Linked DNA regions of Sus scrofa: region 2 is linked to region 1. The links are chromatin contacts, called in public Hi-C maps. All regions are on one chromosome and are shown on one strand. Each heading gives the region's core, a stretch centred on a gene start, on an enhancer-like site or on the middle of the called end of the contact. The rest is flanking DNA. Distances are from core to core; before and after follow the strand shown. Region 1 holds the start of COPS7B (a long non-coding RNA gene). Region 2 holds the start of CHRND (acetylcholine receptor subunit delta).

Region 1 (7,103 bases), core at 327-2,826:
AACCCTCACCCCCACAGTGACCCAAGCCGCTGCAGCTGGATTCTTAAGCCACTGCTCCACAGTGGGAACTCCTCCACCTCATTGTTAGACTCTAGTTAAAAAGCAGAGAATCTTGGCCATACACAGAGGCAGTCAGATGTAAGTAAAAGGAATCAGTTACAGCTTCTAGTGTGTCAGTAGAATCCCACCTTCAGCCAGATACAGATAAGAAAAGACCCCAAAAGCAGTCTAGAAAGATGGCCCATTTAATCAAAGTCATTCAAGCGTGGCAAAAGGGGGGGAGGGGGAAATCATCTTGAAAGATGAGCAGCAACATATTCCAACTAAGGAAGTACACTCATACATGCGGTGTAAGTCCACAAGGAAAAACCTTTTATTTGGCCTCCTAGTGATGTGTGACATGTCACCAACCCAACTTCAGAATTTGCATGAAACCTCAAGAAAACAACAAAAACATGTGAGAAAACAATGAAGATGTAGTACTGCCATCCTGAAGACATGAAGACAGGCAAGTCCCTCAATTGTATAATCTCCTTACTACAAGTTGAGTGTGTGTGAACTCACGCACTGCACACTACTCTACAGGAGTCCAGCATAAGCTAAGATTACTCCTCCAAGAATGATATGCACTGGGCAGTGTGACAAAATGAAGAAGTATAATTGAGGGAAGAAGAGAATAAATCAAAGAAGGATAGTTTGGTGCAAGAGAAACCAAGTTTTCCTTCGGAGGCAGGCACAGAGAGCTGCAGCCCTTTCACAGTATTGCAGAAACAAGTATGCCGTTTCACCCAGGGTTACCTAGGAAGGTCTTGTCAGAAACAGAAAAAAATGAAGTGCGAAAGAGAATAAAGGTTGCTAAGGCCAGGGAAAATTGGAGGAAGAGGGTAGGAGAGAGATGATGGTTAAGAGAGGAGAAACAAAAACCTCCTTTCCAAGCGGACACGTGTGAAGACATTGAATGATAGGGCCTGGGGATGGAGAAAGGGTAAAAAATGGACAGAAACTTCTGTCCCTCAAAACAATTTCGGCCTAAGAAGCAAAGCCAGTGGGGGCAATGAGTGAGGTAAGGAGGAGCTGATAAATGCTTTCTTCCAAAGTGGGAGGGCCCGAGGAGGGAGCTAGGAACTCACGGGGAAGAATTCCCGTCGTGAGGGGCGCTATTTTGACGGACGGCAGAGCGGCAAAGAGGCAGCCTTTGGGGGTGACGAACCGAGAGCAGCCGCGGTGCAGATGCTGAGAGTCGCGGCCTGGGGTGGGCTTCAGGGTGGGTGGTGTGTTCCAGGCAGGGCCGTGGGTGCAGAGTGAGGAGCCGCCCGGCGCGCTCCCCGGAGCGGGGGCGGGGCGGCGTGGCCGCGGGCTTTGCCCACGGCTGGCGCTCAGCCTGACAGCCCAGACAAGCCTGGAGCGCAGGTCCCCGCCCTCTCACCGGCCCCTACCTGTCCTCGCCGCCTCTCCGTCCTCTCGGTCGCTGGCGTGGCCTCCCGGCGCCTGCCCGCAGGTTGTCAAGCGTCCATGATCGGCCCGGCGTCCGACGCTTTTCTGCCTCCGCCGACCCGTTGCCCTTACGGCTCCCCCGGAAGCCTCCCGCCGCTGCACTCGAGTTCCGCCCACACCAGGTTCCCCCTGCCGCGTTGGCGGCCTCAGACCTCCAGGGCGGCCCAGAACAGGGAAATGGGGCTGTAGCCCAGGATAGGGTGGGGGTCCTGGGGAGAGAGGCATGCAGCCCAGGCAGTTATGGAGCCCAAACCATCACCATCACCCTCCTGGGCCATAAATCTCTTTGGCCAAGTTTACCCCTCACAATCTCCCTATGGTGACTGTGGCTACCGCCGCGGTACAGAAACATTATTAAGCCTAGTAACAACCACCGTTTACTGAGCGTTTTTCCATGTGCCAAGTGCTGTTCGTTGTTTCACTGAATTCTCTTAACTCTATGGCCTGTAATATTATTCCCATTTTTCGGGTGAGATAACTAAACCTAAAAATCCAAATGCCAGTAAGTGCCAAAGTCAGCTTTGAAACTCCGGCTACCTGAAGCCAAAGACCATGTCCCTCACTTCTATTCAGGACATATTTTAAAATAAGCAAAAGATGGGTTGAGTCAACAACGGTTCTGTGACCATAATGATATTCCTTGCATTGCATCTGGTACTTACCAACTTCCCTGGAAGATGGCTAAGAATGTCATATAACTGAACGCTTAAGCTGGTTCCTTTAAAGTATATACCAAAGATTTTCGGGTCTTGAAGATGAGAAAAAGAGCCCTATTTACCTTTTGTGCATTCAGAATGCAGAAATCAGATGAGGCAAAGGAGCCTAGCACCAACCCCCTAGCAGCCTCACCTGCAGCATGTGGAATCCTAGGCAGGGACTGAACCTGCGCCACTGCAATGACCCAAGCTGCTGCAGTGAGAAAGCTGGCTCCTTAACCCGAAGCGACAAGGGAGAACTTCAACTCATTCATTTATTTTTTAAAATTCTTCAGTACATATTATGTCCTAGAAGTTTATACGAAGATAAGACAAAGTTCTTGCCCTCAAAAAGCTTCACTGTATTAAGTGCTATGAAAGAGAATAACAACGCTTTGGAAGCATAGAAGAGAATGTGTTGGTAAAGAGAAAGCTGGCACCTTACAGGCAAAAGGAGGAATAAAGGGGGCAAAGTTCCTACCTTGGAGAACTGGAAGCTCCTGGGAAGGACAGGGCTATGACAGGTGGTGCCACAGGCACCCCAGGGGTTCAGATAAGGCTCTCCTGTCTCTGCCCTGGGGACAGGTTATTTAAGGCAGCCTCTTGGAGGAAATGAGGCTTGCGTTGAGCCTGGAAGAATGAATAAGCACATCAGAAAGAGTATAAGCCATGTAAAAGAATTTTTATTTTATCTCAAGGACACTGGGGAGCCATTTCGGGGGTTTAAGCTGTGGAGAGGTCTGAATAATTGCCATTTTGGACACTAGCTGCTATAGGAATGGATTAGATGGGGAGAGAACTGGAGGATGGGAAACCCTTGAGGGGACTGATAAATTCCAGTTAAAAGACTGTGAGATCTTGACCAAAGAGAATGGTCCTTGTTGGAGACATTTAGACCATAGAATCTATCAGACCTGGCGACCATCTGAATGCAGGGAAAGGAAGCTATTGCCCTGGATTCTGGCTGGGGAGGCCAGAGCTGTCTGGAGGAGGTGTTAGGTGAACAGGGCTGCAGAGAAGGGGCAAATTTGATGGTAGGAGGACAACTAAGTTCTGTTTAATTATAAATATTCCAGCTGTGCCTCCGCCTCCTCCACAATCATGTCCAGATGCCAAGGCTACAGTTAAAGTCCCTCTCAGTATGCCTCTTTCCTACCTTTCCAGCTTTGTCTTGCTCTACCCTAATTAGAGCCCAAACTCCACGCCTCCCAAGAGGACTTACATCTTCCCTCTCTGACCCCAGGGCCTAGGCTCAAGCTTGCTCTCTTTTTTGCAATGCTCTTCCCTCATATTTGTCTGCGAAAATTCCACCCACCAGGAAGTTCTGTGGTGGTGCCTCGGGTTAAGGATCCAGTGTTGTCACTGCTGCGGCTTGGGTCACTGCTGTAGCTTGGCTTTGATCTCTGGCCAGGAACTTCTGCATGCTGCAGGCGAGGCCAAAGAAAGAAAGAAAAAAAAATCCACCAACCAGAGAGGCAAAGATTTCTTATACAATGCAAAAAGCACTAATCATAAAAAGGAAACACTGAACTATGGCACTACATTAAAATTAAGAATTTCTCTTTATGAAAAAACACCAGTACAGGAGGTCCCGTCATGGCTCAATGGTTAATGAATCCGACTGGGAACCATGGGGTGGCGGGTTCGATCCCTGACCTTGCTCAGTGGGTCAAGGATCTGGCATTGCTGTGAGCTGTGGTGTATGTCGCAGACGCAGCTCAGATCTGGTGTGGCTGTGGCTGTGGTGTAGGCTAGCGGCTATAGCTCCGATTCGACCCCTAGCCTGGGAACCTCCATATGCTGCGGGAGCAGCCCAAGAAATGGCAAAAAGACAAAAACAAAAACAAAAAAACCCACACACACCAGTACAAGTCTAAAGAGATAAGCCACAAACTTGGAAAAGATATTTGTAAAGCATGTATCAGACAAAGAACTCCATATCCAGACTATATTAAGAGCCACAAATTGGGAGTTCCCGCTGTGGCACAGCAGAAACGAATCCGACTAGGAACCATGAGGCTGCGGGTTCGATCCCTGGCCTCACTCAGTGGGTTAAGGATCAGGCATTGCTGTGAGCTGTGGTGTAGGTCGCAGACGCAGCTCGGATCTGGTGTGCTGTAGGCTAGCGGCTATAGCTCCGATTCAACCCTTAGCCTGGGAACCTCCATATGCCTCAGGTGTGGCCCTAAAAAGACCAAAAAAAAAAAAAAACCCTACAAATTAATAAGAGGAGAATCAGCCCAATTTAAAAACTGGGCAAAAGACATATGAAAAAGTGCTCGACACCAAAGACAATGCATATAAAAATTAGAATAAGATAACCACATTTAGCCAAAATAGTTAAACATTTTTAAATTGACACCACCCTGTATTGTCAAGGATAAGCATCAACTAGAACACTCTTGTGTTGCTAGTGAAGGTGAAAACTGGTACAAATACTTTAGAAAACTGGCAATATCTACTATTGCTGATCATACGCCCTCCACGCAAGCCCTCTTGTAGACACAAGGGCAGGGGTCCACAAAAAGAAACAAACAAGAACGTTCACTGCAGCTTTGTTACTAAAAGCCGAAAACTGGTAACTGAAAATCTAAATGCCCAGGAACAGCAGAGTAGATAAATAGTGCTGCATACATACAATGGACTACTATTCAGCAATTTGTTAAAAACAAGCTATGACTACATACAACATGAATGCATCTCACAAAAATATCGATGAATGCAAAAAGTCAGACTCAAACTGTATGATTACATTTAAATGAAATTCGAGAATAGGCAAAAGTGATCTGTCAGAAAAGACGTAGATGAGGATGCAGTATTGACTGAGAAGGGAAATACAGGAGATGCTGGAAATATTCTATACCCTGATTGGGGGGAGGATAATACATATGCATGTGGAAAAAACTGTTTTCTTGCTATATATGTTATCCTCATGAACAAAAAAATGTACAGATAAAAAAATTTAACCTAGAAAAAATTCCTATCCCTGCCACTGGGGCCTCTAGAGCATTCTAACCGTCCTTTCTTTTGTGCATTTATCACAGCCCGTCTTGAATTTCAGGGGAGCCTATTTCCCTAACTAGATGGTTATCTTCTGCTAGCAGTGATCATGTCTTTCACTTTCTACCAGCAGAGAGCCTGGCCAATAATGAAAACTGAAAAAGCTGTTTGTTAAATTACATGGAAGGAAAAATTGGATGAGTTCCCAGGTGGGTAAAAGGGAGACAGGAGGAGGGACGTAGGCCTAGGAAAAGAGACAGCAGATCTCCAAGGAAACCTTAGCTTACACTACAATTTTGCCTAGTTTCTGAAATCACATTAAATGTCACCTTGAATAACAAAGAATAAATAAAACACCAGGTCTTATCTGGACTGGGGATAAACAAACGTTATCCTCCTTCACTTGTAGGAAATCCACCAAATAAATGCTTACCTAAGGTCGAGTGAAGAAAAACACACAACCTAAAAGTTGTGAGTTATGTTTTATTTCCGGCAGGGGTGCGATGGGGTGGGGGGACTTATTGAGGACTATAGCCTGGGAGACAGCCCCTCAGATAGCTTTGAGGAACTGCTCCAAAGAGATATGGGAGGAGCCAGGATACACAGTTTTTTCCCGAAAAAAAAATGAACATTTAGTCGAACACAAAAGAGCACTGCCAATCACAAAAACTAGACATCTCGGATTAATGATTAATGCTTTTCTATGAATGGGAAGAAGCAAGAGTCTGGGCTCATTGAAATTATTCCTTAGATATGCATCTTAACTATGTAGGGCAAGTATCCTGTTTTCCTCCATGTATCCTGAATTCACCTCTGAGCCCATCTTCCGGGGTGGCTTCAGTGGCCAGTGGCTTGATAGTGGGTAACATTCATTGTTTACTGAAATGGCAGGCAACATTTTTTATTCCCACTAACCTCTGGGTGTTTCAACCTGAGTGGGAAAACTTCACCAAGGAGAATATTAAGATAGCATAGCCATGCTGCTAAAAATATCACCACCCTAGTGTAGAGCAAAGAGCCCAGACTACAGTAGACTTAAGAGCCCAATCCTAACTCTGCCCCAACTTGCTGTAACCTGTGAACAATCTTTTTGCCTCTTTGGGCCTCGGTTTCTTCATATGTAAAACAGGGGCTGGATTAGCAAATTCTCCTAAGCCTAACTGTATTGATATTCTGAGTTCACAATCCATATCTCTTCCAGTCCAACGCAGGAGCACAGCAGAGACCTCTACAAAACACGTAAAAGGCGCCCCAGGCCAACGAGCAAGCCTGATTTCAACGAGTCATTTTGTTATATTAGCTTTCATGGTTTAATCAGTGTTTTGGGGTTTGTTGTTTCAGGCTTACCATGATTTGCAGGAGATTTCTGAGTTCCATGTAAATACAAGTTGTCTCTCTGTGGGCTGTCATCTTCTTTTGAGGTTGAAGAGGATCTTCCCAAAGAGTTTCAAGTCTCGGGATTCAGAAACCACCAAGCCTACAGGCAGATGTATGAATTTGCGCACACTGCGCGGCACACTGGAATCTAAGTTACAGAGGACTAGGGTGCAGGGAATGCTGGGATTTGCAGTCCCTGGGCTTTTTGTTGCGTGCTGGGATATGTGGTCCCTCGGACAACCCCCTAGAATGCTGGGAAGTGTAGTCTCCGCCACATCGCACAGGGCAGCCTGCCGTCATCTCAGAGCCCTACTGTCCCCAGCCGCAGGAGCAAGCCCCTGGAGCCTCTGCCGATCTGAAGCCAACCCTCCTCTGAGGCAAACTCTAGGCAACCACACCGAATGAAAAAATCTGTCCTACGGGACTTCCCGGGATGGGCCCTTCCCATTGACGCTCTTCGTCCCCCTGCGAAGCCGCTGAGTGTTTCTATTGGTTGATCAAGATGCCAATCGCCAAGACGGGCTTTCCATTGGCTTC
Region 2 (7,593 bases), core at 2,867-5,366, 610 kb before region 1:
TCTGGGCTTGGGATCAAATCATAGCTGCAGCTGCAGGCCAATGCCACAGCCACAGCAACACCTGATCCTTAACCCACTGTGTGAAGCCAGGGATCGAACCTGCATCCTCATAGAAACTAGTCAGGTTCTTAACCTACTGAGCCACAAAGGAAACTCTAGGGGCTGGGTCATATTTGTCTCAGGAACCCACTGTGCCCTGCTTATAGGAAATGTTCTGGAGGTAAGTGATCACAGATGACAAGTGCCCTTCTAGAACCAGGTGAGACTGGATTGCATGTTCCCTGCCCTGGCTTCCTAGAGACTCTGTTATTCACCCATTGGCTCAACAGCCAGACTCTCAGGCGCACAGTGGTGACTGCGCAGCCTGATCTCAGCCTGATGGAGTGACACGCTAAGGGATCTCCCCAGGGAAGCCCATCTCAAGAGGCAGAAGTATTCCTGTCGTGGCTCAGTGGTTAACGAATCCAACCAGGAACCATGAGGTTGTGGGTTCGATCCCTGGCCTTGCTCAGTGGGTTAAGGATCCGGCGTGGCCGTGAGCTGTGGTATAGGTCACAGACGCGGCTCGGATCTGGTGTTGCTGTGGCTCTGGCGTAGGCTGGCAGCTACAGCTCCGATTGGACCCCTAGCCTGGGAACCTCCATATGCCATGGGTGTGGCCCTAAAAAGTCCCAAAAAAGGGGGCAGAAGTGAGGTCCAAGGAGGGTGAACCTCCCCGGGGGTCCTGCGCTCTTGGGGGATGTCCGACAGGGTCATGGAGCGCTGCCACTGGCAGGGAGCCCCGGGAGGGGTGACCCCAAGGGGCTCCCAGGAGGAGGGAGGGCAGGGCGGGGCGCCGGGGCTCACAGTCGGCGGGCAGGTAGAAGACCAGGTTGATCATGAAGGAGATGAGCACGCAGGGCACCAGGATGTTGATGACGTAGAAGAGCGGCTTGCGGCGGATGATGAGGTAGAAGGTGACGTCCTGACGGCTGGGGCTGTCCAGCGGGGCACTGGGGTCCACGTTGACCCTGGCCGGCCGGTGCACGATCTCCCACTCCCCGTTCTCTGAGGGTGGCACGTGGACACCTTGGGGTCAGGCTGGGAAAGGGGGCTGGGGGGGCCTTGGGGCAGGGGGGGGGGCTGGCCCAGAGGCACAGCCAGGCCTGTCTGCAGGGCCCTGATGGGGCTGGGGGCTGGGGTGGGGGCCCAGAGGAAGGCCCCCAGTCTAGGGGTGGATGTCTTTCCCTGGGGCTTCGGATGGAAGTTTCAACCTACAAGGGGGAAGTTCTCCTCTGAGACTGATTTTTTTTTTTTCTTTTTAGGGCTGTACCTGCGGCCTTATAGAAGTTCCAGGCTAGGGGTAAAGTCAGAGCTGCAGCTGCCAGCCTATGCCACAGCCACAGCAATACTGGATACTTAATCCACTGAGTGAGGCCAGGGATCTAACCCACATTCTCCTGGATACTAGTCAGGTCCTTAACCCACTGAGCCACAGTGGGAACTCCTCTGGGACTGATTTTTTTTTTTTTTTTTTTCTCCTTGAAAAACACAGAAGCTGAGGTCATGGATATTTCACATAAGGAGACTTGGGGGAAATGAGGCAGCGAGAGGAAAAACCCCTCTCTCCATGATGTACCAGCCTTGGGATGAGTGGCATTTAGGTCTTTCCTCTGACAGACAGGGCCAGGGGTAGGTCTCTGTCAAAGATCTGAGCCTGGTCACAGAGAGGGTTGGGGCGGGGACATTGGGAGGGGGCGACATATACCCCATCAGAATGACAGCCAAAGCCCCAACTATCCCTATCTGGGGGCAGGAAGACTAACCACAGCTCTTCCCAGGGAACCTGCCCAGCCCCAGAAGGTCTGGGTACCCGTGTGTCCATGTCCCAAGGGTATGGACACACAGGAGCGTCTCGGGGCAGGGGCGGGTGTGTGTGCCAATGTGACTGTATCTGGGGGCGAGGGTCTGGAGGGCCTGCCCACCCAGCAGCTGCTGCTCCAGCACCTGTGAAGCCCTCGGGGTCAATGATGATCCACTCCACGGGGTAGTAGCGCTCGTCTTTCTTTTCCTGCTTCAGGCTCAGGGTGATCTCCTTGGCCGTGTACTTGAGCGAGCTGGGGAGCGCAGTGGGCAGAGGGTAGTTTAGGGGGTTCACGGTGGGGGGGGCCACTGTGGGGATGGGACGCTCTAACCAGGACAGAGCAGGGACCTCTGGCTGAGGGTACCCCATTCACCTCGCCCCCAGGGCGCCCTGGGGTGGCTGGAGAAATGGGTGCACCTGAACTTGAGGGAGCAGTTCTGCCAGTCGAAGGGGAAGTAGGTGACAGAGATGGGGCAAGAAGAGCGGAAGATGGCGGGCGGCAGCCAGTACACGTAGCCGGAGGGGTCGACGAGGACGTTGCAGGAGTAGGAAATCTGGAAGGAGCCGTCATTGCTGGGGGACAAGGACAAGGGCCACAGTGAGTGCTGGGCAGCTCGGAACTGGCAGGATTGGGGGCAGCAGAGGAAGCAGGGCAGTCAGAAGCTTGAGGCTGGAGGGAGAGGCTCAAGACCCTGAAGGGAGACAGAGTGATGGGGGTGGGGGCAGGGAGGGCTGTGGCTCAACTTGTTCTCCAGCACAATCTCTGGGAGCCACACCATGTCAGAGGGCAGGCGCAGGACGCTGATGTTGCCAAATTCTCCTGCATTCCATTGCAGCCGGCTGTCTGTCCAGCCCTGGAAGCCCAAAAGGAATGTCAGTAGTGGGTTCTGCTCTTGTCCAGACGCCCCTACACCTCCCATTTCACTGGGGGAAGACTGGACAGGGTCTGGGGTTGTGACAAAAGAGGTCAGAGAAGGTGGGTAAGGAGTGAGGACTCAGTCCACCATGTACGGCTGTGTAGGTCGTGCACTGCACGATGAAGGGCACACTATTTCCATCGCGGCCGTAGAAAGCTTGTTATGAGCTTCTGGCAGGTGGTAGACAGTGTCTTCTAATGAAATCAAGATATTGTGACAGTTTTCCCCTAGACAAAGACTCCTAATCCACCAAAGGCTCTATCTGGGCTTGTGGCTGCACTTGCTCGTGGGAAGGGCAGCTGGGCCTGAGGTTTCTCTGTAAGGCAGGAGCCAGTCCCTTCTGGAGGACAGTGTCTGAGGCAGGCTGGGGATCCCCAAGCAGAATCCCCAGGGGAACCTGGGCCCTGCGCCCTCACCCCCTAGCTCCGGGCAGGGTGTTCCCCTTACGTGCTCGATCCACACATTAGTGGTGAGGGTCTCTTCGACTTCTTTCTGTAATCAAACAGGAGGACGGTCCCCCAGGGGCTGGCACACATTCACCAGGCACTACTCCCGGCTGCCACCCAGGGGAAACCACGACAGTGGCCTGCCTCCAGCAGTCAGGAGTGGTGGGGCGGACTGCGGAGCAGGGAGGGAACACATGGGTAGGATATGGGGGGTGCCCCAGAGCTGAGGCTGGGGAAGGGGCAGCAGCCCCAGGCCTGTGGGCAGCACCGGGCATGGAGGCGGCCTGAGCATGTTTCCCAGGGGAGAGGAGCGACCAGGGACCGGGCTGGGGCCTTGACCTTCCTCCACGGCCATCCCAGTCCCAGAGACAGCCAGGCCTCCAGGAGGCTGTTCCTGCCTGCCCTTCCCCAGCCCGGCCAGGGGGGCATCTCACCAGGGAGATGAGGTTGGAGAGGGTGAGGGCCAGGGTAACCTCCACGCTCTCCTCTTTGTGTGCCACGGGCCGCAGCTCCTTGTTGTAGCCCTTCTCCTCAAAGAGGTACCGGATCAGCCGCTCCTCCTCATTCAGAGCCCAGCTGCCTGGGGAGGGTTGGGGACAGGGGCCCGGGAGGACACTGCCCTGAGGTCCTGCTGGGCATGGAGCTGGGCCCCTGCGGTCTGCCCCTCCAGGAAGAAATGGCAATGGGGTGGGGGGAGGGAGCCTCATGGAGGGGGAGCCGGGAGGGGACCATGCAGTGGGGGACCCCGGTAGGCCTATCCTCAGGGACCCTTCAGGGAGGGGCGACAGCAACTCTTACCACGCATGGACAGGGCAGCCAGCAGCCCCAGCATGAACACAGGGCCCTCCATCCCGCTCCTCTGACTGGGTCTCGGGTCTGCCCCCTCCTGACTGTCAGTGGGGCTGGGGAATGTGGGTGGGTGACAGAGGGGACAGGTGCAGGGTGGGGGGGCGGTAAAGGGAAGAGGCAGCCGGAAACGCAATCTGATACCTCTAGGCTCTGCCGAGAAACTGGGGCAGGTGATGGGGGGGTGGGGGACAGGGACTTGCCAGACGGGCAGGGGCCCAAGAACATGAGGCTAAGATCCCAGACTGGGACTCGCCATAGCTAGCGGTGAGGGTGGGGGCTGGGCAGAGACACTGAAGCCCAGGGTGGCCCTGGTCTGCTATGGACAGGGGAGCAGTCAGGCAGGTCAGCTGCGGCCATTTCTTGGGGGGGTGGATGGGACAGGGAGGCTGAGATGGGGTTTGCAGTCCCTGACCAGTGACTCTACCAACTGCTTCTGGAAGCTGGGCCCACCCCCCCAGAGATCCAAGGTCCACCCGCCTGGTTCCCATCTTAAGAAAGCTCTGGGGAGTTCCCGCCATAGCTCCACAGTTGACAAACCCAACTGGTATCCATGAGGACGTGGGTTCAATCCCTGGCCTCGCTCAGTGGGTTAAGGATCTGGCATTGCCGTGAGCTGTGGTGTAGATTACAAAAGCAGCTCGGATCCCGCTTTGCTGTGGCTGTGGTGTAGGCCGCTGGCTACCACTCCGATTAGACCTGGGAACCTCCATATGCCGAGGGTGCGGCCCTAAAAAGACAAAAAGAGAAAAAAAAAAAGAAAAGAAAGAAAGATATAAAGCAAGCAAGCTCTGGATTTATCTCCGTAGATGATAAATAATGTTTATTAAAGCAGCTGTGATTCTCTGACGGAGCATCTGGGAAGACATATCGGGCTCAGGACTCCTGCCCCACCCCCTCCACACCCACCCAACTCTGGCAGTGACAGTTTGTCATCATGCTCCCTGAACCCTTCCCAGGCCCCTGGAACAGCAGTCCCGACAAGGGGCTGGGGTGGAGACGTGGCTCATGAGCGCCCCCTGGGGGAACCCGAGGGCTGAGTCGGTGGTGCCATTTCCTCCCCAGCCGTCAGGCCTGCCTTGAACCCATCTGAGCTCCCTGGGGCTCTGCCTCCGCCAGGGCTGCCAAGCGGAAGGCCTGCAGAGCCTGCACCAGCAACCGGGGAAGGCTTCGTGCCAGCGTGGCTGGCTCCAAGCCCACCAGGCCGCCAAAGACCACGTGCCGGCCCCCCAAGCCTGCTTGAATCCAGGCTCGGAAGAGCCCGGTCAGTGTCTTGGAGCCCAGATCTGCCAGCACCTGCAGAAAGAGAGAGAAGAGGCAGCTCGGGGGCCCACCACCCTACTATTGGCTCCTCTCCTCCTTGCCCCCAGAAACTCCCCCAGACCCCCCCATCCCTCCCCCCATCCTGCTCACTTGGCCACACCCTGCCCCACCAGCTTCACACCCACCTGGCACCCAGTTCCCACACCGCTGCCCTTCCCCTGGGAACCCCTTACCTCCACCCCCAGGACTGCTGGACCCCTGCCCATCAGGGCTGACCCAGGCGAGCCTTCTGTGCACACTGCGAGGGAGTCTGGGAAGCCTGGGGACCCACCTCATGAAAGTCCATGGCCAGGCGCTCTGAGGGGACCTGCAGAATCCAGGCGTGGGTGCCCTGGAGGGTGGCCAGCTTCTGCCGCAGGGGCTCCAACCCAGGGCAGCCTGCAGGAAGGGGAGAGGCGGCGGGAATAAGAGAACTGACACTAGCAGGAGGCCGTAGGTGGTATCCCCACAAGGACCTGGGGCCACGTCCCGGTGGGCCGACTTCTCCTGCTGCAGATGGGGCGGCCGAGGGCCAGCCGAGGCTCAGAGACGTTAAATGGTAACACAAAGCCCAGATTCTGTTGACAGTGATGAGGGCCCAAAGTCACAAGTCCCCCAGCCAAGGAATCATCCGCCCTGCTGCGGAGGAGGGGGAGCGTCGGTTTGACTGAGGCGGGATGGATTGAAACTGCTTCCCGGCACAGACTCTGCGGGAATCCGAGAAACCCGGCCTGGGCCCGCCCTAGGCCTAGTCCACGGCAATCGCCGGCAGGGGGCGTCATTACCGTTTGCTTCTGCGCGCGGCTCCGACCTCCGCTTCGGAAACCTCGTGCCCGCAGCCCACGATCCTGGGGAGATGCAGGATTAGGGGGACGCCTCGGCCGCGCTGGGCTGGAACCCGAGCTAGGCTGCAAGGGCCTGGGGTACCTGGGTGCAGCCGCTGCTCGTGAGAAGGGCGCCTGGGCGGATCCCGGAGCCGCGGAGCTGGGCGAGTCAGGGCCGGGGCCAGGCGCCGCACCCCCGGGCGCGGGCCGAACAGTTCCTGGGCGCCTCGCAGCAGTTCCAGCAGGGTGTGCGCCAGCGAGCGCAGTTCTGCGGGCGGGACAAGGGTCCAAGCGGCGGTCAGACGCGGGCCAGACCCCCAGTCCCCCAGGCCAGCCCCGGGAACCGGAACGGGACTGACCACATCGGCGGCGGCGCTGCAGGCACTGCTGGTGCGCCAAACGCGCACAGGCGCCCGCGGGCCCCGGGCACAGGTGGGCGTAGAAGGCGCAGGGCGGGGCGGCCTCGGCCAGAGGCTCCTCTTTCGGGTTCCAAGCCAGAAGCTCCCTGCAGCTGGGCTCGTGGCTGAAGGGGGCCGCTGCGGAGGAGCGGCAGAAACTAGCTCACACACACCCCGCTTTGGGCTCTAGCCCCCCAAAACCCTTCCCCAGAGGGAGACAGGCTTTCCCAACGCAAGAGGCTGGAAACAGGCAGGGTGGAAATGGGCTGGTCCCAGGGCAGTTAGTGGGACCCTGGGGAGAGGGCAATAGGAAAGGGATGCTGACCACTCATCTGCTCCCGGAGCCAGTCCTTGAACACAGCCACACGGGTGTAGACTCCCGGCTTCCCTGGCTCCCCACATCCGTCCCCCCAGGAAGTGACTCCGTACAAGACCTCCCTGGGGTGGGGACCAGGCTCAGAACAGGTCAGGGGGCCTCCAGAGTCACCCTGTGAAGACCCAAGCCAAGAGAGAGGGCACTGCATTGATGACCCCCCAGCTCTCAACTCCCCTGGGGTTATCACTCTTGTACCCATTTTAGTGATGAGGACATAGAGGCTCAGAGAAGCTCAGTGACAGTCTGATTGTAAAAGGAGGCTGTCCCGCCCACGGGGAGTGGCCCACCAACACCCTCGGATCAGTCAAGGCTCATACCTGGCACGAGTCAATGCCCCCGGCCAGGTAGCCAGCACAGAGCATGCTGCTAGGGCGCAGCCCAGGTCCCAGGGCCCTTCTGCAGGTATCCGGGCTGAGTAGGGGCACTCGGGCCTCCCTCACCGCCTCAGCCTCAGGCCCATCTACAGGGAAGGGGCAGTGGAAGGGGCTCAGGCCTATACCACAGCCACAGCAACTGGGATCTGAGCTGCTTCTGTGACCTACACCACAGCTCGTGGCAATGCTGGATCCGCGACCCACTGAACAATGGCAGGGATCGAACTCTTGTTCTCATGGATACTGATCGGGTTCAGGGAACTCTCT

What was found. A called contact is a pair of places that touch in the nucleus more often than the background predicts.
Region 2: a contact with region 1 is called in a Hi-C map of skeletal muscle, with 4 times the contacts expected there. The contact joins the promoter of CHRND here to the enhancer-like site in region 1.

What each region holds. Positions count from the first base shown.
Region 1 is chr15:132,426,669-132,433,771 of Sscrofa11.1, reverse strand. COPS7B (a long non-coding RNA gene) reads right to left here and starts at 6,749. Exons shown (of 7, transcript XR_002339490.1): 1 at 6,537-6,749. It overlaps PDE6D (retinal rod rhodopsin-sensitive cGMP 3',5'-cyclic phosphodiesterase subunit delta), which reads left to right and starts at 7,094. Exons shown (of 5, transcript XM_003483755.4): 1 at 7,094-7,103. Within about 2 kb of position 1,576, at least 57 of the 83 cell types and tissues checked have an H3K27ac peak or open chromatin away from gene starts, as enhancers often do. A contact at or near this core is called in skeletal muscle, where this site is marked.
Region 2 is chr15:133,036,833-133,044,425 of Sscrofa11.1, reverse strand. It overlaps CHRND (acetylcholine receptor subunit delta), which reads right to left and starts at 4,116. Exons shown (of 11, transcript XM_005672281.3): 1 at 4,005-4,116; 2 at 3,641-3,786; 3 at 2,588-2,697; 4 at 2,261-2,416; 5 at 1,987-2,096; 6 at 847-1,047. The coding sequence starts at 4,056. It overlaps PRSS56 (serine protease 56), which reads right to left. Exons shown (of 12, transcript XM_021075287.1): 6 at 7,270-7,412; 7 at 6,902-7,064; 8 at 6,538-6,714; 9 at 6,282-6,446; 10 at 6,140-6,202; 11 at 5,647-5,753; 12 at 4,843-5,348. The coding sequence ends at 5,121.